3 separate regions of the Sus scrofa genome follow, and regions 2 and 3 are each linked to region 1. Evidence: chromatin contacts called from public HiChIP or PLAC-seq data. All regions are on one chromosome and are shown on one strand. Each heading gives the region's core, a stretch centred on a gene start, on an enhancer-like site or on the middle of the called end of the contact. The rest is flanking DNA. Distances are from core to core; before and after follow the strand shown.

Region 1 (3,888 bases), core at 452-2,951:
ACCCCCAGCCTGGGAACCTCCATATGCCGCGGGAGCGGCGCAAGAAATAGCAACAAAAAAAGACAAAAGACAAAAGACAAAAAAAAAAAACAGCAATTCAGGTGTCAGATTTTGAACAGAGCAGAAAGGATGCAGAATGGAAATCTTGGTTAAAGGTCTCAGTAAGACCTTTAACAGAGTGGAATCTTAGCTAAAGGTCTCTTGTGAATTATCCAAGTACGCAAGGATCCATGCCTCACCAGACTTCAGCAGAATTTAATAAGCCATCTCCCTGTTATTCTCCAGAAATGGTGACGATAACCACTACCGACTCTGTTTTCAGGAAGACAATGATCCAATAAGTATAAAATGAATTCCATGTCGTAAGAGAGATTTCAGTTAAACACCTAATCCATACTTATAAACATTTTTAAAGGGCTTTCTCCTTACAAGATCGTTTTAGTATCGAGAGTGAACTGTTTGTATGTGAATTCCAATACAGATACAATACACTCATTATTTTAAGCCTCAAAGCCTGAGTTTCCTCAGCTGTGAAATGCCGTAAGAAATAAGAAAAACTAGGAAACTAAAAAGAGCAGATTTTTGCCAGAATGATTAATTCTTCCTTTTTGGGCAGCCTCTTCTCCCTCTGCTCTGAGAGGTTTCCATTTCTTCCCAACTCCACCAGCAGTAATTATCTTGAATGAGTCAAGCTTCTCTCCCAGAAGTTCCATCCCTCTATCACTAGACTTCTCAAGAGAGGTCCAAGAGGTAGGTCCCTGCCATATCCCTGGCTAACCATTAAATTCGTCAAGAAGATGTCCAAGACTCTGCCACACTCAGCTGTGAATGCAGACCATACTGATGCGCTGGGCTGGGCTTAAATGCCGTGCATTTTGGGCTGAGTTTATTGTGTATTCTGTGCATCGTGTATTCTAGAAGTTGAGCTTCACTTTCCAGACATTTTTTATTGCACAGCTAAACCGACAGTATTTCAACAGCATCCTCATTTCTAACTGCGGGTGGAGGTAATTTTCCAGGATGGCCTGTGTTCCCTGTAAGCAGAACCATGTTGGCTGTGAGCCTTTTAGGGAGGATACAAGAACCAAGACCTACTGAACAGGAATAGTGGTTGGGTTGGGCCCACAGACTAGCATTAAGCATCTATAGCTTCAATTTCCAGTTGTCTATGTGTGGGACTTTATCATCTCCAAAACTCAATTTTTTCATCTCTATAATGGGGCTAAAGCCACCTAATTTTTTTAAGTGTTATTAACTTCCATGATAAATTACAGTACGTTGGCCAATTCTTACCTTAAACTATTAAAGACAGCGTTTAACACAGTAATTCAACTTTTTTCCCAAACTTATACCTAAGTCAAAAAGCTTCCATAACCATAAATTACTAAGAAAACAAAGCTTTCCCTTTTTGAGTTTAAGAATATGAAAAGACCAGACCTAGAAACAAGCCAAAATCAAGTTAAGTCCTAAAATGGTACGAACCTCAAAAAGCCAGGCAAGGTTTGCCTACAAAGCTCCGCCTCCGTGTAAACCCTGCCCACTTCCGGCTACCCCACCCACTTTCTGACAGTGGAATACCGCCCCTCTCTGCGAGGTCCCGCCCCCTACAGCTGATCCTGGTGCCCATTGGGCGAATGTGGACGCTGTGTACACACCCAACACACGCACTTTTGGCAGGGGCGTCTTCGCGCCTGCGCAGCAGCGTCGTCAGGCAGCTGTGAACAGGGGAGTGGGGACTGGGGGGAGGGGGGCGGAGGTCAGGCCGAACCTTCCTCCGTAATAAGAAGCTACGCGTCCCGCGGTCCTGGCTCGGTGGGTCCGGTCGGATCGGGCCTGGGCGCTGGAGCTGCTGTGGCTCCCGCCGCGGCGGGTGCGATGGAGGCCGTACCGGAGCCCAGCGGTCACGCCGGGGGAGGCCGAGACAGCCGGCGGTGCTGGTAGATGAGGCGGCGGCGGTGGCGGCAGCACGGACTCTCCATGAGCAAGCGGAGGCGGCGACGGGTGCGGCGGCACCGGCGGTTTTCGGTCCCCGAGGAGGTACGAAAGTCGGCTTCCGGATGAACGGAGACTGGCTCCTGTGGGAATGCCTTCCACATACAGGCCCTCCCGCCCATTACCCGCAGCCCCAGGCGGGCAGGGGACGCCCATCCCTTTCACCCGCTTCTGGTTTGGAGACCCGCCGCTCGTGCGGGGCCAGCCCTCAGTGCCGGGCCTCCCCCTGCGCTCTGGGCCGGGGGCGGGGTGGGCGTGGCCGGAGTGCGGCGGGCGGAGGGGGGCGCACACCGCCACCCCAGCGGGTCCCTGCCCTCAGACCCGCGCTGCTTCGAGCTGGAGCGCGTGGCCGCTTTATAGATTATTTCGGGGCGCTGATTCGGGAACGAACCCTTAGGACCCTCGAGCTCTTAGGGAGCCCGACATTCAGTGCCTTGGGCAAATGGTCTGGTGCTCACGACCCGCGTGGGGTGGTTTGCTACCCTTTGAAATGACCCCAAAAGAAAGGTGTCGTTTTGCCAAGGAAATAGAGGTCTGGTGCGCTTTCTATGTTTATTCAAACAGGAAGGCCTGTTGAGGCAGGAAAATAAAGCCAGCAGGGTGCCTTCTCTATGGCTTCTAAATCAGTGCCTAACGAAACAATGTTTTTGATATATGGCCAAAACTTAAGGCAATTTAAGTAAAGCTCTTTGCAGCTATTTCGCCATCTTTTTAAGTCATTTTTATTGTCATTTGCTTTGAAACAAATCTGCTCATTCATACAGAAGCAAAATTGTGTCCTCTAGTTCTTTTAATCCTCTCTTACCCCCTCCCTTTTTTTCCAGAAAAAGGCTGGAGAAGTTAGTTTCATTTTGTATGTATGTGTGTATAATTGTAGTTAATTCTCCTAGAGTGTAACTATTGCTTTACAGAGCTATAGTTGCTCATTTGTAATGTCTAAAAGATAATTTGGCCAAAAATACTGCAGAAATTTACAATTTCTTTCCAATGCAATATTTAGGAATCTGAACACAGAGGCTTAATATGTAACCTTGCTACAAAGTTCTTTAAAATTCAATAGATATCAATCAAGCCACGAAGAAAGTTATTTTTATTTTTAAAGTATTTAAGTGTTTTGTGATTTTTAAATAATCTGCTCTGGAACATGTCAGTTCCTGTTAAGAGGGAACTGAGTTTGTGGTTTCCTAGGCTCTAGATTTGCCACGCCCTCTTATTCCTGAGTGGTTGACTACAGCCAACATGTTCGCTATATATAAACATTTACACTTCAGACTAAATATAGTGTTGAATATTTTAGAGTCCACAGTATCTTGCCAGTTGAAAATACTGTGTGCGTGTGTGTGGAAACTGAATTTTTAGTCTGCCAGTGTTGCAAAATAGGTTTGAACGTAATTCTTTAGTCAAATAAAACACATAGGTCTGCAGCTTTGAGTGTTGGATTCATACTGTGCTTGGGAGGATGTGGCACTTGAAAAGATAAAGTAAGACACTGACCTCAGCCACTAATTTCTGTTTCTGTTCTTCAGATGCTTCCCTTTTTCATAAAAAAACTCATTTCCATAAAAGTAACATATTGGGAAACCCTATGGTATTCTTAGTTTAGGCACTTGTTTGTACCAGATAAAGTAAAGCAGTATTTCAGTTTGGTTTCATTAGGACCTTATTCTTTAATTTTTTTAAATTTTGCTGTATAAAACATGCATATGACACCAACATGTTTATTAGAATACTGTCAGTGACTTTAAAAACAAAATGCTTAGCTATCCTCAAGATAGAGGTAAGATGGATGCCATTTCAAATAGGGAGTTCATTTCCAAAACATGCAGAGAGGGGAATCAGGATAATTATCAAGTTCTCAATTAGATCTTCACAGAATGGCCTCCGTAGTTAAAATTA
Region 2 (3,888 bases), core at 722-3,221, 190 kb after region 1:
ATATCTATTTCCAGTCACATAGTAAGAACTCAGTACTACCTATTTAATAAAATAATGTATTTAATAACTGAAACTAACAGCCAAATTCCATTTCTCTCAAATATAAGACTATAAGTTGTCAAATATACACCAAAATACTACTACTGAAATATCAAATTATCAAAATCATGTACGTGGGGATTTTCATAACTTCTTTGAACTCTGCTTCCCTTACTTTATTCTGCTTCCTTCCTTGCTTGATTCCTTTTTTTGTTAACTTTCTCAATGATGTCCTCTGGCATCTTCTAACTTTCCAACAAAGCACTTTTCCCAACACTATCACTATTGAATTTTTCTTTTTCTTTCTCTTAGAAAAATGTTCTAAATGATAAAGGCTCATGGGAAAGGCTATTTTGATTAAACAGAAGTAATCAGTTGCTTTAGCACTGCTGTGATTAGCAAGCTTTCTTTATTAGCAAGCTTTCTGAAAAATATCCAAAATATAAACATTTATCCCCTTGATATCTTATGAGCAATACAATAGTGATTGTCAAATAAGTTTAAGTATGTAAATGAACACTGTAGGGTACGCACTTAAAAGATTAGTATGTCATAAAAATATTTAGATAATCCAAATCTCTTGAAATTGTCCAAGGTGGGCCAGTTTTACATATTCCCACTTTGGGATGATCTGTTTTCTAAGAATTTGATGAATATAGTTCAGTACTGAGGCATTACTTGTTAATAAACAATAAATCTCTTGCTTCAATGAAATATAAACTGGCTTAAGAGAAAATATTTCCACCAAAATGGTATAAAATGTCATTTTCATCCTTGTATCCACAAACACTGAGCCAATAATTCTTGCTATCAGGATAATAAAGGAGCATGATACTGGAAGAGGGAAAATAATTACACCTCCCGTTCAAGAACGTGCAAAATGAAAATAAACTACTAATGTGCAAAATGAAAATAAACTACAAGCTTCTCAAAAGAGCCCAGAAGCAATTTTTCTAAATGCAAGTTTAGAAATTCAGTTAAAAATTGTCGAGAAACCATATATAGACTGCTGCTTCTATTCCCCATACGTGGGCGATAATGCACGCACACAAACTGTTCAGCAATTTAGGAGAGGTATGAATGATCTTAATTTCCGAAGGGAAAAAAATTCAAGTCTGACAAAAATAACTTGTGACTACAGAGGGTGATTAAAATGGAGACTGCTGAAAAATGCAGGGCGTATAAGTATGAAGAGTGCCAAATAGATTTCTTAGTTGCTTTATAAGAATGCGAGATCACTGTACATGGAATACTCATGTGACTTCCCTAAATATAAAGGTAAAAAGGTTATTTAAAGGGTCGATATTAAAAAAAAAATCGCATGCATGATTAGTGATCAGTATTTGGTAACTGATGAGAAAAGCAAATCGCACACATCGTTGCTACCGAAATCTTCACATCCCTTCTCATCTCCCTAACAGCCCACACTCCCCTCCAGGGATCTCATCCAAGCCTCCAATCCTCTGTCCCCCGCTTGAGCCCCCAATATTTCCAGGGTTCTTTTTTTTTTTTTTTTTTTTCCTCTCATGACCTCCACCCTCACTCAATTTGAGTGAGATTCTAATTCTGCGATGGCTGCGAGCCCCAAGAAATGCTGCTGCTCCACCCGCCAAAGAACTGCCTGCCCGAGGGGCGGGAGCGTGGCTCCGGAGCGCACGCGGGGCCTCTCCGGCCTTGCAGGCACAGGCCGCGGGAGAGAGAGGGCGGGGGCACGGAGGAATACGGCAAGTATAGGCATCTATGGGGGGGCGAAGTATCCCTCCGGCCGCACCAGCCCGGCCGCCCCGCTGCCTCTGGTACCGAATCTGAACCGTGATCCTGCAGAAACTTGATAATGTCCTTCTTGGGTAGCTGCTCGCTGCGCAGCTGCTCCACGGTCCAAGCCCGCTGTGGAACGGCGGCCGCCATCTTCCCCCGCTGCCTCTGCTTTACTGAGCCAGCCCGCCTGGGTTCGGCATCGCCCCGCCCCCTGGGCGTGGCGCGGACCCCGCAGGAAGCTCTAGGGGGCGGGGTCATTGCGCTATCCCGCAGGATTGGGGCCAGTTTTTGAGTGACGTCAAGACGGTACGTTGCGGGCCTCTTTGTTGAGTCCAGGGTAAAACCAGCTGATGTGGCCCCGGCGGCTGACTACGCAGGAAAACGGAAGCATTCATCTCCTAAATGTATCAAGCATTACCCATATATATTTTTTAATTATCGACGAGCTGCTATGCCTTTAAAGTCTATAACCTGTTTAAAAGAAACATCAGCACTCAGACATCTAATCTCATTTTATTTCCCTTCTAGAAATTCACACCCAAATTGGCTCATCAGAACGACCCATATTCCACCACCTCCCTATTGAGACTCACACAAATGAAGCTAGAATACAACCTGTTCCCTCACCCCTCACAAATACAGAAGCATGATAAATAGTTTGTCTAAAAGCAAGTTCAGACATTGGACCAAATAAAGCAATGTAAAGTACCTACACGAAGGACGGCGATTGCTGATGTTGGTGTTTAGGAGGGTGACGTTAACGGTGTGCGAAACAACCTCATTATTGTATGTGCACTTTTCCTCAATATACGAGGAAACAAATCTACAGAGATTACTCAAAGTCACCAGGTTTCGTGTGGAAAAGCTGGGAACTGTAACCAAATCTGAGATAGAAATCTATTTCCAGAGTAGAATAATATCACACCAACGCTTATTGCTCTATGTAATTTATGAAGATGTAGTGGAGCATCAGGACGCCTTGCTTTTTTCCTTTAGGATTTTCCAGCAAATATCAGGGCCAAACCATTCATTCCTTTTAAACAATAAAAATGTCAAAATAATGGGTTCTACTTCTAATACTGCGAAAAAGAGACTGACATTTTGCTTTCTCTGTCTGGATAGAGAAATAAGACAAGTTATTTAATTCTGTCTAAACACGTTTGTTTTTCACCTCTTCTTTCAGTTTAGAAATACAACCAACAAGCACGTTAGATGCTCATTAAGTTCAAAATATATGAGTATCTACAGTTTTGAATCTCAAGGTTATTTATTGTATCATTTTAAGCTATATCATTTTAGCAACGACGCCCAGACACCTAATCTAGGAAAACGGAACCCAATTTAGAGTGGAGAAGAAATTGACCGGGGGACCAAATTTATAGTAGCTCCTTGATAAAGCGCTTGCGTCTCCGAGAGGGCGGCAGGATTTCCGGGAAGCCCGCCAATCATATTCCCCACGCAGACTCAGTGGCGGCATTTTCAACTGGATAAACTGGCCTTAGTCCCGCCTCTGGTTCTACTCCTTTTTACGCGAAGGTAACCGATGGGGGTTGGAACGGAGGCTCTTAGCTGCAAGAGCTGCTGGCCTGTCTTCGGTGGTCGTCGGCCTAATGAGCGGACGGCAAAGAACGCTTTTCCAGACGTGGGGCTCAAGAGTTTCCCGATCCGCCGGGGCTCCGAGTTGCAGTTCTGGAACTGGGAGGACTCAGAGCCCTGGCATCTCCAGCGCGCAGTTTTCTACAGCGGCACAGGAGACAGAGGCGGCAGAGGCTGCCGAGGCTCAGCCAGAGTCCGACGATGATGTATTGCTGGTTGCAGTGTACGAAGCAGAGCAGCAGCTAAGTCTAGAGAATGGCGGGTTCTGCACCTCCGCGGGCGCCCTGTGGATTTACCCTACTAATTGCCCAGTGCGGGACTACCAATTGAACATCGCCAGGACCGCTCTGTTTTGCAACACGCTGGTTTGTCTGCCCACCGGCTTGGGAAAGACCTTTATTGCCGCCGTGGTCATGTACAATTTCTACCGCTGGTTCCCTTCTGGCAAAGTGGTTTTCATGGCCCCCACAAAACCTTTGGTCACACAGCAGATCG
Region 3 (3,888 bases), core at 775-3,274, 140 kb after region 1:
TATTTTGTCTTTTTGGGGCCACACCCATGCCATATGGAAGTTCCCAGGCTAGGGGTCGAATCAGAGCTACTGCCAGCCTACACCACAGCCAAAGCAAGGTGGGATCCAAGCCATGTCCATGACATACAACACAGCTCATAGCAACGCCAGATCCTTTAACCCACTGATCAGGGCCAGGGATTGAAACTGCGTTCTCATGGTTACTAGTAGGGTTCATTAGCACTGAGCCACAAGGGGAAGTCCTCATCTGACTTTAAATACTGTATTTTTATTTATTTATTTATTTATTGCTTTTAAGGGCCCCACATGCAGCATGTGGAAGTTACCAGGATAGGGTTTGAACTGGAGCTTCAGCTGCTGGCCTAGCCACAGCCGCAGCAACACCAGATCCAACAGTGTCTGCAACCTACACCACAGCTCAAGGCAATGCTGGATCCTTAACCCACTGAGCAAGGTCAGGGTTAGAACCCAAATCTTCATGGATACTAGTTAGGTTCGTTTCTGCTGAGCCACAACAGGAACCCTAATACTGTATTTTAGAGCACCACACTGTAAACTACTATTTGGCATAAATATTTTTTCCCCCAAAGCTTATAATTGTGACATACAAGTTCTTTTAAAGTGAACTAAAGCTAAACCAAGTTTAAAAAAGTTTCCACCTGTGTTTTACTGTAGATAGAGGAAAAAGCACACTGAAGAAGGGTTAGACACACAAAAGGGACAAAGACACTTAAAGGGAACAATGGCTTTTATAAAGTTATGGGAAGGCAGAAACCAGCAAGAAGGCTGGTGTGATTATGAAAGGACTGTATTTTCAATGCTAAAATGTTTAAGTTTTTCTTAAAAGTGTTGGGGGAAACAGCAGTGAAAGTTTTTAAGCAGGAGAGTGAGAGCAAAAGACTGGCTTAAAAGGTTAAAATATAGAAAACCAGATAAAGGGAAACAATAAATTGACAATGAGTGAAGTTGAATAAGCAGGTGCATTTTCAGAAAATGATGCTTAGAGGGATGGGATCTCAGAGATAATCTTCTTCACTGATGAAGTTGAGAATACTTCAGGAAAGACTGAAAGGGACCAGGAGAGGAGTGAAGCCTGGGGCACTCAGTCATTGAATGACAGTGCTTGTGGCAAATTCTGCCTGCCTTCCCAATATATCACTCCCTTAACTGCTCTTTCCAATAATACTCATCTAAATGTCACTGGTTATACCAGTAAAAAGCATGCCTTCACTGTCAGAACTTGAAGAGTGGAAGAGGTAATGGAAAGGGTAATTTGATTAAAATGAACGCTAGGACTGGTTTTGATCTTTGGAAGCAATGGTGATGTTGAGGGGATTTATGATTAACTGGGTTGTAGACAGGAATTATCAATTTGCAGAGGAATATTTCTTAAAGCAGACAGATTCCAGAGATGGAAATTGCAGCCCAATTGTCACACTATTGAATCCTGAAGAAGAGATTGCCTGGTAAGTGTTGGGTGATCTCAAGAACCTTGAAACGGAAAAATGAGAGAGGCCAGATTTGGGGGAAAAAAATTAAAAAAAAATTTTTAAGTGAGGGTGGGAGTACAATTGGAGAGTGCCAAGATGGTCCAAATAATGCAGCCTTCATACACTCAGAGAAAAATTTTACATATCCCTTTAATAATCAGTTCCTCATGCCCCTAATTCCGCGATTGTTTCCCTTTCTCAGGAAACCTGAGTGGACACAGAGTCCATACATCATTGAGATTTGGGGTTTAAGGCTGAGTTTCTGTCCATTTTTAGGTAGAGGGGTGAAGCCCAGGCAGTTGTTCGCTCAAAAAAGAATAATAGTATTTTTCTTTAGAGGGGCGGGGCGCTCTCTGTGCTTAAGATCAGAGGTGCGAAAGGCCCTAAACAACCTCTTTCTACTCTGAAGTCCACATAGAGCTGGGAAAACCAGGTCTGAGCAGCAGCCCCGCCCTCCGCGGTGGAGGGGCGGGGTCGGGGCGCGGCCGGCCGCCCGCCCCTTGGATCCACTGAAGGCGAGGCTTGCGCGCTGCGCAGCCACGTGACTCGTTTGCCTTCAGGGACACCGACGCATGCGCGCCGCGCACTAGACGAAGCGGCTGTGGCGCTGGTGGCGGCTGCTGCTGCGGTGTCTGTGGGGACAGAGACGGTGGAAGTGCCATCTTCGGCTCGGTTGGCCCAGACAGCGGCTCATGGCATTGAGTGGCATCCATCGTCAGGTCAGCTGGGGCGGGCGCCTTGGAATTGGCCGGAGGAGGTGATACGCGGGGCAGGAATGGGCCTGCCATGTTTCAGGCCGCACTGGGGTTGCGGCCTCCCTCTCCCGCCTTGTTTGAGGCCTGGCTTGGCCTTGGGGCCCAGCTGTCCATTCCCTTTTCCTTCCCACCTGTTGGGTGGAGCAGTGCGGGGTTTCTTAAACCGTACGTTTCCCTGCCGGATACCTGACGACGGGCGGGGAAATGTGGGCCTCCACCCTGATTTAGGGAGCGATTTGGGCTAAGTCTAGCTAAGTCTAAAGGCCATGCTTTCCCGGGAGCTGGAAACCAGTGTGGTTGGAACGACTGGAAGTGGAGGGGGTCCAGAGGAATAGGAGAATGTGAAACAGATTGTCTTAACAAAACTTTTAGGTACCTCTAGGGCGCATTTCGCCTTCGAAAGCCACACTTTGGGACCCTGAGTCACAGCACCCCAAGATCACCTAAAGCTTTTGGCGGAATAGGATAGAAGCAGAAAAACCAAACCTTGAAGAAAAATGTTTATCATTTGCGGTCAGAGGCCAACACTGGTGTTTTTCTTGCTCTAAAAATCACATATTTAGGCTAATAAATAATACTTTAAGTTAATAGGTAGTAGAGCTCTTAATGTATCTTTAGTTTAATATTCATTTGCCTTCTCTTTGAGGGCGTCACGTTGACGACTGATCCTTCATCAAAAATACTTTATTTATTTATTTTATTTATTTATTTATTTTGCATTTGTAAAGGTTGAAGTTTAAGAAAGGAAGTTTCATGCAGGGAAATATGAAACTCATGTTTGAACTTAAGTGTTTTGGGCTCTGGAAGCTTAAGTGAATTGAAAACTAGCAACTACAGCCAGGTCCCACCCCGCTCCCCCTCCCCTTATAACCACATTCTAAAGCTGAAAAAGTTGGAACTTTACACTCTTCAGCCTATGGTAGAGAGAAAATGAATGAAAGGAGTTGTACTAAAGAAGACAAGTTCTGGAATAATTAAGGGTTACCAAAGATGGCTAATTAGTAGTTGGTGTGAGATGTTGTAAGTGAGAATTGAAAAGCAGGATTTTTTAGTGTCAGAATATTTGGTAATATTTTTACTTGCTTGCATATAGTTGAATAAGGAAAATAATTTTATAAATCAAATGATAAAAAGTATGGCTTTTTTTTCAGGAGAAAGATTAGAAGATACAACTACTATATATAAAAAAAGTCCTACTTGTAGCACAGGGAACTATATTCAATATCTTGTAATAAGCTTTACAAAAAAAAGAAACAACAGAACTTTCTGTTGTATATTAACAAATAATTCTGCATAAAGCATATGATTAAAATTTTGGGTTTTTTTTTTTTTTTTTTTTTTTTTTTTGTCTTTTTAGGGCCACACCTGTGGCATTTGGAAGTTCCCAGGCTAGGGATCCAATCAGAGCTTCAGCTGCCGGCCTGCACCACAGCTACAGCAACATGGGATCCCAGCTGTGTCTGCGACCTACAGCACAGCTCACAGCAACACCAGATCCTTAACCCACTGAGCCAGGCAAGGGATCAAATCTGCATTTGCATCCTCATGGGTTACTGCTGAGCCACAACAGGAACTCCTGGATTTAAAATTTTTGGAAAAGTAGCAAAGGAGGAAGAAAGTGGTAGTTCCAGCTAAATAGTTAT

What was found. HiChIP or PLAC-seq counts read pairs in DNA pulled down with a chosen protein or histone mark.
Region 2: an H3K27ac HiChIP or PLAC-seq map of alveolar macrophages shows a contact between it and region 1. The contact joins the promoter of FKBP3 here to the promoter of C1H14orf28 in region 1. A contact is called at or near these places in 1 of 5 promoter capture datasets (liver), 7 of 47 Hi-C or Micro-C datasets (alveolar macrophages, embryonic fibroblasts, heart right ventricle and 4 more) and 2 of 2 datasets of contacts at active chromatin or transcription factors (alveolar macrophages and skeletal muscle).
Region 3: a contact with region 1 is called in an H3K27ac HiChIP or PLAC-seq map of alveolar macrophages. The contact joins the promoter of PRPF39 here to the promoter of C1H14orf28 in region 1. A contact is called at or near these places in 2 of 5 promoter capture datasets (fetal liver and liver), 6 of 47 Hi-C or Micro-C datasets (heart right ventricle, liver, omental adipose tissue and 1 more) and 2 of 2 datasets of contacts at active chromatin or transcription factors (alveolar macrophages and skeletal muscle).

What each region holds. Positions count from the first base shown.
Region 1 is chr1:175,144,217-175,148,104 of Sscrofa11.1, forward strand. It overlaps C1H14orf28, which reads left to right and starts at 1,702. Exons shown (of 5, transcript XM_003480458.4): 1 at 1,702-2,037.
Region 2 is chr1:175,330,734-175,334,621 of Sscrofa11.1, forward strand. It overlaps FKBP3 (FK506 binding protein 3), which reads right to left and starts at 1,972. Exons shown (of 7, transcript NM_001244157.2): 1 at 1,840-1,972. The coding sequence starts at 1,947. It overlaps FANCM (Fanconi anemia group M protein), which reads left to right and starts at 3,232. Exons shown (of 23, transcript XM_003480459.4): 1 at 3,232-3,888. The coding sequence starts at 3,408.
Region 3 is chr1:175,283,195-175,287,082 of Sscrofa11.1, forward strand. PRPF39 (pre-mRNA-processing factor 39) reads left to right here and starts at 2,025. Exons shown (of 14, transcript XM_001927120.5): 1 at 2,025-2,209.